2 separate regions of the Mus musculus genome follow, and region 1 is linked to region 2. The links are chromatin contacts, called in public Hi-C maps. All regions are on one chromosome and are shown on one strand. The core of a region is the stretch at or near the end of the contact, and the rest is flanking DNA. Distances in the headings are between cores, read along the strand shown.

Region 1 (5,656 bases), core at 691-3,190, 120 kb before region 2:
AGTCCACAAGAGAAAAGACGAAACAAAACCAGCAAAACTAGAATGGAGGCCTAATGAAAGACTAGGGAGAGAGAGAGATCCTGCACTCTCTGTATCTGGGTCCTCTTATCCTAGTCAAAGCCCAGCCAAGCAGCCCCATTTTTATTTGTTTACTTGAGATTGCAGGCTCCTGGGTCCGGATAAAAAGAGTCAAAGGCAGGCTGGAGAGATGACTCAAAAGTTAAGAGCACTGGCTGCTCTTCCTATAGGTCCTGAGTTTAATTCCCAGAGACCTCCTGGTGGCTCACCGTCATCTATACTGGGATATGGTGCCCACTTCTGGCCTGTAGGTGTACATGCAGGCAGAACTCTGTATACATAATTTGTGCCTTGTGCAAAGTCAGTTCCTGTCCAGTCGCATCTACTACAGGGACCTGAAGCCAATCATCTCTCACCTCCCAACAGAGAACAGGCACATGAAAAAGATGGCGCTTGCAAAGGCGTCGGGGTCGAAATCACCTCCCAGGATGTCAATTACACGACCCGAATAGCGAGGGATTAATGTCTCCCCTGAAAGAGGCAAGAAAGATAAGGAGGCTGTGCCCTGGCAAGGCCCTTCTCCCACCTCCCTCTCACAGTGGTCTCTTCCTCTCACCCCACACAGCCACCACAAGGAAGAAGAAGGCAGCTATGAGGAAAGGCAGGTCCGGCCTGGACAGCTTCAGCAACCGCTTCATCAGTGTTCTGTTCTCCTGGCCTGGTTCCTTCTCCTGGACTCCAGCCGGGCTCAGCACAGCCCACACGGCCCAGCTCAGCGCAACAGCCCCATAGCCAGCCAGCAGCCAGCCCCAAGAGGCAGAAGCCACTCGGACTACTGAGGTGCTCGCGGTGCCTCCCACCAGAGCTCTTAGCGAGAAAAACAGGGGAGTGGCAAGGCAGAGCAAGGGCAGAAGGGTCCCCACAAGTCCCAGCAGCTCTCCCACTTTTAGCAGTCCCCACAGCACTCCAAGTCGCAGGGTGCCCTCTATCCAGAGTCCTGGCAGCCCCTGGGGAAGCAGATTTCCCAGAGATCCTTGTAGCAACCCAAGTAAAGCCATGTCCGCCAGCAGCAGAGAGACCCAGGGCCTCAGGTAGGACAGCGCCATGGTGGGTTCTGCGGAAAGAAAGGGAGAAATGAGGTCTGTGGAGTTCCAACCCTGGTTACGAGCCTCCTGCCCCAAATCCACCCTGAGGCTTCTTGTTCACCGGAAAGACCCCCTCCTAGATAAGTCTCTCCTAGGACTGACTGTCTGACGGAGCTGGGAAGGCTGCATTATTCTCACACACAGTCACACAGACACACAGACACTCAGACACACAGCACGGGGGTGGGGGTGGGGGAGGGGGCGGTCTGCTGCCACCACATCCATCTCCCTGAAGTTTGTTGGTGTTAGCCCAAGAAGACACACTGCCCCCATTCCTCGGGTCTTTAAGAGCCAGGAGACCCGGTGCAGGGGCGGGATGCGGGTGGGTTCGGTAGCCTTAGATGGCTTGGGACAGAAGGTTCTGAGTAGGGGCGCTGGGCCGGCGGCGCCCGACGGAAGACCGGGGACGCAGGGCAAGGGGGTGGGGCAGAGGACCTTGGGCAAGGGGTGAGGGACAGGGGACCTGGGACACTGGGTGGGGCAGGGGCACGGAGCAGAGGACACGGGGCAGGGAGTAAGCGGCAGAAGACCCAAGACAGGGGACGAGGAGTGGGGAACCGGATGATGACGCCAAGGGTTTGGGAATGGGCCGCACTCCTGCTAACTCTCGGGTTCTATCCAAAAGAACTCACCTGCGGCTGCGGAGCGGCAGCTCAGGAGAGCTTCTGGAATCTGCTTCTTCTCAAACTGGATCTCCTGGGTGCGCAGCGACGCCCTCGCGGGGAGCGCGCCTGGGTCCCGCGGCTTTCGCTTTCACTTCACTGCCGTGGTCGCGGTGCTGCGCACAGCCGCCAGCAGATGGCGCCTGTCAATTTGCGGGTGGGTTGAGCGCCCCAGGTTCCCAAAAAGGCTCGCCCTCCAAGGCCGCTACTAGCAAAACTCTTGAGGGTCTGAGATGCTTTGAAAAGGAAAAAAAAACAAAAACAAAAACAAAAAAAAACAAAACAAACAAAAAAAAAAAACGAAAAAACCCTGCATTTCTCCGACCTCCGAGCATGTTTTAAGAAGCGCCGGTTAAACTGGGACTATAGTTCAGATGTTGAGAAAACTTGCCTGAGCCCAGGGTTCGCTGCCAGTAGGTTTGAGGAAGGGGAAAGAGGAGGAGGAGTAAAGGGCAGAAAAGAGCATAGGAGAAGGAGAAAGGCGAGGGAAGAGAATGGTCGTGGACGGAAGGAAGGGGAGGGAGGAAAATGGAGGAGGGAGTGACTTCAGGTCCCTCCCAGTCAGCAGACCACACAGGTGTCCCACCTTTGGAAAAAGGAAGAGAGGAGAGAGAAGGACGGAGGGTGGAAGAGAAGAGAGGCTTGAGGGCTTGTTTGTTTTTCCAGGTAAGCTCAAGAGTTGGGGTCTGGGGTAAAACTAGGGCTTACAAGAAGGCCTCAGCTCCTATCAGCAGGCCAAAGGTTCCCTTTCACAGATTTTGAACCCAGAGGCTCTGGCCCTTTGTCCTCAGACTTTCTTCGCAGCACACCGCACTTGCAGTGAGGGCCCTGGGTCAGTGCCAGGGCCTGCTGCTTGTGAGGTAGTCAGAGTAGGCTGTAGGCTAACACCATCAAAGAGGGAACCCGGCCTCCTCCCCAGAGCCCAGTTCATTGCGGAAATCACCCTTCTGGGCTCCAGGGAAGAGCCCTCACAGAGCATGGTGAGGCACCAGGTTCCATTCTCAGACATGAAAATCAACCATGCTGCTCATCACCACACCCCACCACCAGGGCACTACAAGGAGAAATGACTCTGCGGGCTGAAACTACCTATAAAGGAAAAAAAATCCCCTTAGACATGCTGGTGTGACTACCCATGAGTCACTTGAAGGTCAAATGTTGAGGGCGGGGGGGGGGCTGGGGGTGGCCTTAAAGCAGGCCTACATGGCTATGCCTATCTCTCTGGACTTTAGGGCTACCCCAGGTGGAGAAGGCTCCCATCTGGCTGTCTGGATCTCAGAGTCCTCTAACCCCTGACCTGGCTCTTGACCACTCCTGCACGGAGCACTCATGCGCTGAACTCTCCTGCCCTGAGCACTCCTGCACTGAGCACTGCTACACTGAGCACTCCTGCACTCAGCACTCCTACACCAAACACTCTGTACTGAGTACTCTTGTCCTGAGTACTCCTGCACTGAGCATGCCTGCACTGAGCACTGTGCTGAGTACTCCTGTGCTGTGCCCTGAACACTCCTGCCCTGAGCACTCCTGTCCTGAGTACTCCTGCTCTGAGCACTCTTGTCCTGAGTACTCCTGCCCTGAGCACTCCTGTCTTGAGCATGCCTGTGTTGAGTACTCCTGCCCTGAGCATGCATGTGCTGAGTACTCCTGCGCTGAGCATTCCTGACCTGAGCACTCCTATCCTGAGCACTCCTGTCCTGAACACTCCTGAGCTGAGCACTCCTGCACCAAGTATTCCTGCACTGAGCACTCCTGTGCTGAGTAATCCTGCCCTGAGCACTCCTGTCCTGAGTACCCCTGCCCTGAGCATGCCTGTCCTGAGCATGCCTGTGTTGTGTACTCCTATGTTGAGCACTCCTGCACCAAGCACTCCTGCACTGAGCACTCCTGCACTGAGTACTCCTGCCCTGAGCACTCCTGTGCTGAGTACTCCTGTGCTGAGCATTTCTGCCCTGAGTACTCCTGCCCTGAGCACTCCTGTCCTGAGTACTCCTACCCTGAGCATGCCTGTCCTGAGCATGCCTGTGTTGTGTACTCCTATGTTGAGCACTCCTGCACCAAGCACTCCTGCACTGAGCACTCCTGTGCTGAGTACTCCTGCACTGAGCACTCCTGCACTGAGTACTCCTGCCCTGAGCACTCCTGTCCTGAGTACTCCTGCCCTGAGCACTCCTGTGCTGAGTACTCCTGTGCTGAGCATTTCTGCCCTGAGTACTCCTGCCCTGAGCACTCCTGTCCTGAGTACTCCTACCCTGAGCATGCCTGTCCTGAGCATGCCTGTGTTGTGTACTCCTATGTTGAGCACTCCTGCACCAAGCACTCCTGCACTGAGCACTCCTGTGCTGAGTACTCCTGCACTGAGCACTCCTGCACTGAGTACTCCTGCCCTGAGCACTCCTGTCCTGAGTACTCCTGCCCTGAGCATGCATGTGCTGAGTACTCCTGTGCTGAGCATTCCTGCCCTGAGCACTCCTATCCTGAGCACTCCTGTCCTGAACACTCCTGAGCTGAGCACTCCTGCACCAAGCACTCCTGCACTGAGCACTCCTGTGCTGAGTAATCCTGCCCTGAGCACTCCTGTCCTGACCACTCCTGTGCAGATTACTCCTGTTCTGAGCACTCCTGTGCTGAGTACTCCTGTCCTGAGCACTCCTATGCTGAGCAGTCCTGCACTTACACAAGACCCAAGGGTTCCATTTTTTCTTTCACTTTCTCCTCTGCTTCCCCCACCCCAGAGAGTCTTGCTCATCTCTCTCTATTGTGCTTGCACCTTGCAGCCAGGGGTGAAACATGAAACTGAACCTCAGCAAACTTTACATTCGCTATCCAATGTCACCCAGGTGTTACTTGAGCATCCATGCTTATTGTCATCACAAAGTCTTCCCAGTTTCCCCAAAACATACATGAGGGGCCACACTGGAGTCCCGAGACCATGACACTCCAGGAAGGGCCAAATGAAAACGCTTCTCCAAAGAGAAAAGTGATGGGTGACGGTCCTCCCCAGAGATGCAGGGGAAGGGCGTCCAGGAAGAACCTGGCGAACACCTTCTCAATGGAAGCCTCGCCTGATTTCCTGTTTGTGCCCTAGCTCTCCCTCCAAAGGGCCCCACAGCCTGACCCCATTCAGCCACAACCCAGAGACATGTATAACCGTTTTTCTTTTATTGTACTTAGAAGGTATCTGTGAGTGCGGGGGCCGAGAGGGTAAACAGAGCTTTGTCTCCAGCCCAGGTTGAGCCCTTCTTTTTCCTAAGACTGAAGTAGTCCCAGGTCTCTGAGTCTGCCAGCCAGTGCCACCAATGCTGGGGGAGGCCTGCCCAGCAGCCATCACAGAGCGGCCTCTCCGTACTTGTACAGCAGGTCACTGACATCGGAACTCTCCACTTTCACCCAACCGTCTTCCTTCATGTGGTACACTGTGGGCGATTGAGAAAAGAACATGGCGTCAGGCCTTTCTTGGGCAAGTCTCTGCCAGAATGGTGTGGCATAAGCAGCTTTCATGAGCATTAAGCACACACACACTGAAAGCCTTTGTCTGGAACTTCAGTGTTCTCAGACCTGACATCTCCACTCATCTCCCCCGAGGCTCCCAATCTAAGCTCCCCCCACATCCCCCTCCTCCCAGGTGCTGGGGAGCAGTGGTCTCCCCAGGTGTTGTGGGGCGCATTGGTCTCTTACTGTTGACGACTCCTCCAGAATAGTTGTCTCTGTGGGTAGCATAAGCAATAGCTCTGCGGCCAAGGTCGTAGGCCTCTTCAGGACTGAGGTCCTGCCGGTAACCACTGTCCATCACCCCATAGGCATAGGTGTTCCCGCTGCCAGTGGAAAACA
Region 2 (5,457 bases), core at 789-3,288:
GAGTGGTTGTTTTTATGCTCCAGTTTTTCCTTTTGGGAATAAATATGCTTAGTATGTAACTTTATTTTTTATATATTTTATATTTTATAGCACCTACCAGTTAAGAGAGTTTGAACTTTTGAAGTATTGGGGTTTTTAAAGACTTTGGACTAAATTTTATATTAACATAGACTTTTAGGACAAGGGTGGAAGGCTATGCATATGCACTCATGGAATGTGTTTATATGTCAAGTTGACAAGGCATGGGTTATACTGGTTAATCTCACCCATCAAGTTGACACAATCTAGATCACTCAGGACAAGAGCCTTAATGAGGATTGTCTAGGCTAGTTAGCCTCTGTGAATGTCTATGGGGATTGACTTGTTAACTGATGTAGGGAGACCCAGTCCACTGTGGGCGGCACCATTCCTTAGGCATGGAGAAAGTGCCCAGGCAAGACAGCATATACCTCTAATCCCAGCACTCAGAAAGTGGAGGCAGGCAGATCATCTATCAATCTAAGGCCAGCCTGGTCTACATAGAGAGCTCTAGGTCAACAGGGACTATGCAATAAGATCCTGTCCAAAAACAAACAAACAAACAAACAAACAAACAAACACAATCACCACCACCCCGAAAAAAGAGAAGAAAACAATCTGAGAGGAAACAACTAAGGATGTGTTTATTCTTTGGTTTTTGTTTGTCTGTGTGTTCTGTTTCATTTTGAGGCAAGTTCTTACCGTATACCCCTGGCTTCCCCAGACTCACTCACTATGTAGACCAGGCTGGCCTTGAACTCACAGAAGGTCTTCCGGGTTCTGCCTCCTGACTGCTTACTCTTTGTTCTTGCCTGAGGATGTGATTGGTGTAGCTGACCCATTGAGTTCCTGCCTGACTTCTTTGAAATGATGGACCTATAGCTTGCACCTGTGCACCAAATACCCTGTTTCCTCCCTAAATTGCTTTTCATTCGGGTATTTTCACAACAGCAGAGAAACTAGAGCCAGGTGTATTTGTTACAAAGCCTAGTTTTGTTGGTTGGTTTAATTGTGCGTTTGTGTCGGAGGCTTGCCTTGAACTCCCAAACCTCAAGCCTCAACCAGGATTATAGGTGTGCACCATCACACCAGCCTGTGCTGTGAATTCTAATCCTTCCCATCTCTGCATCTTTGGATGGGTGCTTGGTGCTTGGTGCTTCCTGATATCAGCAGGAGGAGACAGAGCACCATCACAGCTTATAATCTCAAGTGTGGTCTTTGTGGCCATCCAAAGTCCACAGCACTCCCTGTAGTAAGAGCTGCTTGGCTCACTGGGGAATCTGACTCACAACAACAAATCGAGACACTCTGTTTTGAGGGAAGAAGGCATGAAGAAGGCATGGTGATCCTAGGAAGGTCATAAGATCCTGGGAGGCAGGCTCTGGTGCTCTGCTAGGTCCCAAACACAGCTCCATAGAGGCAGCCACATAGAGCGGGATGGGGTCCTGGCGGGCGGGGTTCAGCTGTAAGGTCTACATGTACAGAGTCAGTCTGTGCTCAGAGTTGTGGATGAATTCGAACCTTGAGTCCTGACTAGGTGAACTACTTTAGAACAATCTTTTTAGCTTCAATGTTTTTGTCTCTCAGAAAAAGGCAAAACTATTTTCACAGATGGTTCCTGTGATGTGTAAAATGATGGTTGTGGCTGCTGTCCTTTTAGATTCCTTTATTTTTTATTTTATATTGAGTGTTTGCCTGCATAAGTATAAGTGCATGTGTGCAGTGCCTACAGAGGCCAGAAGAGAAAATCAGATTCCCTGGAGCTGGAGTTACAGATTGTGAGCGGCCATGTGGTTGCTGGGGATCATGGAAGCAGTGCGGGACATCCAGTCAGTGTTTCCTCTGTTGGCAGTCAATGGGAGTGGGCCAGGCCGTTCCCTATTGGATGGTGCCCTGTGGTCCTGTCTCCCACGAACCCCTCCTCCTTTCTATCCAGTCATCTCATCTGTATCACTAGGTTGTCAGTCCTCTTACCATCATCAGCCCAGTAACTGATGACTCATAGGAAGCTCAAGCCTCATTGGTTTTTTCCTCAGCCTCTGTCCAATGGGATCATAGCAGACAACTTCAGTCATAGGCGCTGCTGTTCATTCAGGAGTTCAACTTAAGGAGTCCACCATCCCCTGACCTTTGCTTTTCTCACTTCAGCTACCCTTCCAGCTCCATGATGGTCCCATGGGTCCCTATGGTCCCCTGGACAGCAGCTTTGATGGTGTTGCTGAGCCAGAGAGACCCAAGGTGGGGCCACTCCAGGTAAGAGCGGGTACTCTGAAGAGCCTGGCTCAGGACTTTCCTCTTATAGGACCACACTTCTAGAAACAGTCGGGCTTCTCCCACAGCTAGAAAAGCAGGCTCATACCCGCATTGCTTTTTTTTTTTTTTTTTTTTCAGCCAGTTTTTCCCAGTCCCGGAAATATAGAAACCGTGAACCCAGCAGAAATGCTAAGGGGTCTGCGTGCCACATTCTGTGGACAACGGGCCTGGAGTTCTAGAATAAGTTTGCAGGGCAAAGTTTACAGAGCGGTCAGAAGGCTCAGCCTCCTGGGTTTCTCTACCTCTCCATCACAGCCTTGAGGGGACTCAGGTCACGTGACAGACTCAGCTTTAAGAGAATGGCTTCTGCTCACCCAGGGTGGGGTAGAAGCCTTGTGCCTTTTTCGGTGACATCGGATGCACGGTGAGCCAGGAGCCCGTACCTTTTGCACATTGGGTGCACTTGCCAAGGAGGGAGAAAGAACTTGTCCTTGATGATCACAGAAGGCTGCGAGACCCAACTAAGGGACAGCTCAGCTGTGGGAACTGTACCTTCAAGGTCCAGGGGATCAGAAACAGATGGCGCCAGGGACAGGCTTAGCGGTGTATCTGGGACACTGAGTGACCGCAACAGGTGAGGGAGACCCCCACAGTTCAGTTTTGCCTCCTTCATGGATAACTTCCGCTTACAAAAATTAAGTGTTGCCAAAGGAAGGTCTCAAAATTGTTTTCCTTGCTTGTACAAACACGAACTATTGACAAGGGAGGAGAAATAAGAACTAATAATTAAAATGACAAGATTCATATGTGGAGGCAAGGAGAGGCAGGTGGGGAAGAGGGAGAGAGAGAATGTTCACGGGAGGGGGTCGGGACCTGGGCACAGGGCTGAGTGAGACACAGTGTGGGTTGACTGCTACAGAACCCCAAGGCCTTCCCACACAACCCTTGTCCTCCGCCCCAGCCAGGCAGGGCCTCCTGAGCACACCAGGATGGGCCAGTTGTTCTGGGGTTACTATGGTGACAGAGGGAACCATCAGAACACCCCATAGTCATCTCTTCCTGCACCTGCACCCCAGGTTGTGTGCTCCTCCATCTCAGGAGGGCTTCCCAACATCTGTAGCTACAGTAACCAGGGCAGATTTGTCTGGAGCTGGGCTCCTGTCTCTGGCTTTAGCTCCTCCCAGCTTTAGCTCCACCCCCACCCCACCCCCTGACATGGTAGAAAAGTTAATTAATCTTACGTCAAATGCACTGGGAGCCCCAGCAGTGTGTTAATACTGAGGCCTCAGAAGCTATGCGACGAAGAAGACTTGGCCCTTTAACTTTTTTTTGTTTGTTTGTTTTGTTTTGTTTTGGTTTTGGTTTTTTCGAGACAGGGTTTCTCTGCGTAGCTCTGGCTGTCCTGGAACTCACTTTGTAGACCAGGCTGGCCTCGAACTCAGAAATCCGCCTGCCTCTGCCTCCCAAGTGCTGGGATTAAAGGCGTGCGCCACCACGCCCTGCCCCTTTAACTTTTAATATCCTCTTTGTCTTAAGATGAGTCCAGGCTGGCCTCCAGCTCTCCACAATGCCCCTGCCTCAGCCTCTCAATTGCTCTCCACAGCAAAGCTTAATATCCTTTTATGTGAAACAATAGATTATATAGTTTAATGTGTTTATTACCTGCAATGCTGGGAATGGAACCCAACCAAGGCTTCAAGCCTCCCTCGCCAAGCTGCTCCCAGCCCCAGGCTTCTAGTTTTAAAACGCATTAATAAACCGGCCTAGAGCGCCCTCTTGTGGTACAAACAACACCTGCCGTTTTATCTTCGGATTCGCTTGCCTGATCAGGACGGGCTATGTTGAAACTGGTTGTTGGACTGGAAAAGGGGCAGGATATGCTTTAAAATGCTAATTTTCAGGGAGTGAAACAAGAAAACCGTCATCACTGGTAAGAAGAGACAGACCCACAGAGGCTCCCACCTCTCTTTTGTAACAACTACCCAGCCAGTGCTTCTAGGAACGAGGGAGCCCACTAGGGCTTCACTGAGGTGATTTTCAGTGATTAAGGTTCAGAGCAGTGCCTTCCCGAACCCCATTAGACCAGGTTGTCCCAAGATTTGCAGTAATCCTCCTGCCTCTGCATCCTTAGCCCTGGGATTTCAGATGAGAGCTGGCATTCTACATTATTTCTAAGGGAATTTATTATGTTCTGTATTATTTTGTGTGAAGGAATGTTTTGCCTGCATGTTCGTATGTGGACCATAGGTACTCCTGGGACCCACAAAGGTCAGAAGAGGGTATTGAATCCTTGGAACTGGACTTACAGGTGGTTGTGAGCAACCCTATGGGTGCTAGGAACTGAACCCAAGTCCTCTGTAAGATCAGCAAGTGCTCTTAACTGCTGGTCCTCCTCTCCAGACGCTAGTTAACTTTTTAAACTATCATGCCAAGTGGTGAGTTTCATCATGAGTTTCTACATATGTAGTCCACACCTTTTAAGACTAAGTCTTTCCACATGGATACTTGAAGATGAAATAGCGAATTAACTTTTACATTAGGGTTTATGGGTTTATTTCACATTCCCGGCACATGGGACAGGACATACAGTGTGTAGTACAGCATGCAGGAGTATTAAAGATGTTGGTTCAGAAAGGAAAGCACCTTGGTGTGAGGAGGTGACGTTTGAGGTCTCCAAGTGGACTGGCTCAGACTCCATAGATACAGGGATTCAGTACATCTCCCACGGCCCCGCCCCCACCCTGCAGCGCCACTTCTGTAAGGACTGCCAGACGCAGGCTTTGATCTTAAACTGGAGTGTGAGTTGCCATGTGAATTCTGGAATTCAAAGCTGCCAGTGCTCTTAATCACCCAGTCTTCTGTCCAACTCCATAATCGCTCCTTTTTGAAAGTGATGTCATTAGTACGTGTCCAATGCGCCAGAGGATGGGACAGCAGTAATTGAACTTAGAGGAAAAGAGGAGGAAGAGGAAAAGACAGGGTACAGAGAGAGGAGGAGGGAGGAAAAAAAGAGGGAGGGGGAAAGAAGGGGAAGAAAAGGGAGGAGGTGAGAAAGAGAGAGGAGAGAGAACCTGAAGTAGGGAGGGGCTATGTTGAGATATTTGCAGGGAATTGGAGGGGAAAGTGGAGGGGGTTTAGATATGATCATGTCTAAGTCTCAAAAATAAAGAAACATCAATCAATAAA

What was found. A called contact is a pair of places that touch in the nucleus more often than the background predicts.
Region 1: a Hi-C map of B cells shows a contact between it and region 2, with 50 read pairs. The contact joins the promoter of Tap2 here to the enhancer-like site in region 2. A contact is called at or near these places in 20 of 39 promoter capture datasets (the 3T3-L1 cell line, 3T3-L1-derived adipocytes, the C10 cell line and 13 more), 1 of 15 datasets of contacts at CTCF or cohesin (embryonic stem cells), 16 of 484 Hi-C or Micro-C datasets (B cells, the HL-1 cell line, LSK cells and 9 more), 13 of 115 datasets of contacts at active chromatin or transcription factors (CD8 T cells, the HPC-7 cell line, the SCID.adh cell line and 7 more) and 5 of 9 other capture datasets (adipose tissue, embryonic stem cells, liver and 2 more).

The regions. Positions count from the first base shown.
Region 1 is chr17:34,200,763-34,206,418 of GRCm38.p6, reverse strand. Tap2 (transporter 2, ATP-binding cassette, sub-family B (MDR/TAP)) reads right to left here and starts at 1,940. Exons shown (of 12, transcript NM_011530.3): 1 at 1,796-1,940; 2 at 635-1,132; 3 at 435-549. The coding sequence starts at 1,124. Psmb8 (proteasome (prosome, macropain) subunit, beta type 8 (large multifunctional peptidase 7)) reads right to left here. Exons shown (of 6, transcript NM_010724.2): 5 at 5,504-5,656; 6 at 4,965-5,241. The coding sequence ends at 5,153.
Region 2 is chr17:34,076,347-34,081,803 of GRCm38.p6, reverse strand. No RefSeq gene overlaps it. Among named protein-coding and RNA genes, the nearest start is that of H2-Oa, 13 kb to the left of the region's middle. Within about 2 kb of position 2,038, at least 106 of the 459 cell types and tissues checked have an H3K27ac peak or open chromatin away from gene starts, as enhancers often do. A contact at or near this core is called in B cells and centroblasts, where this site is marked.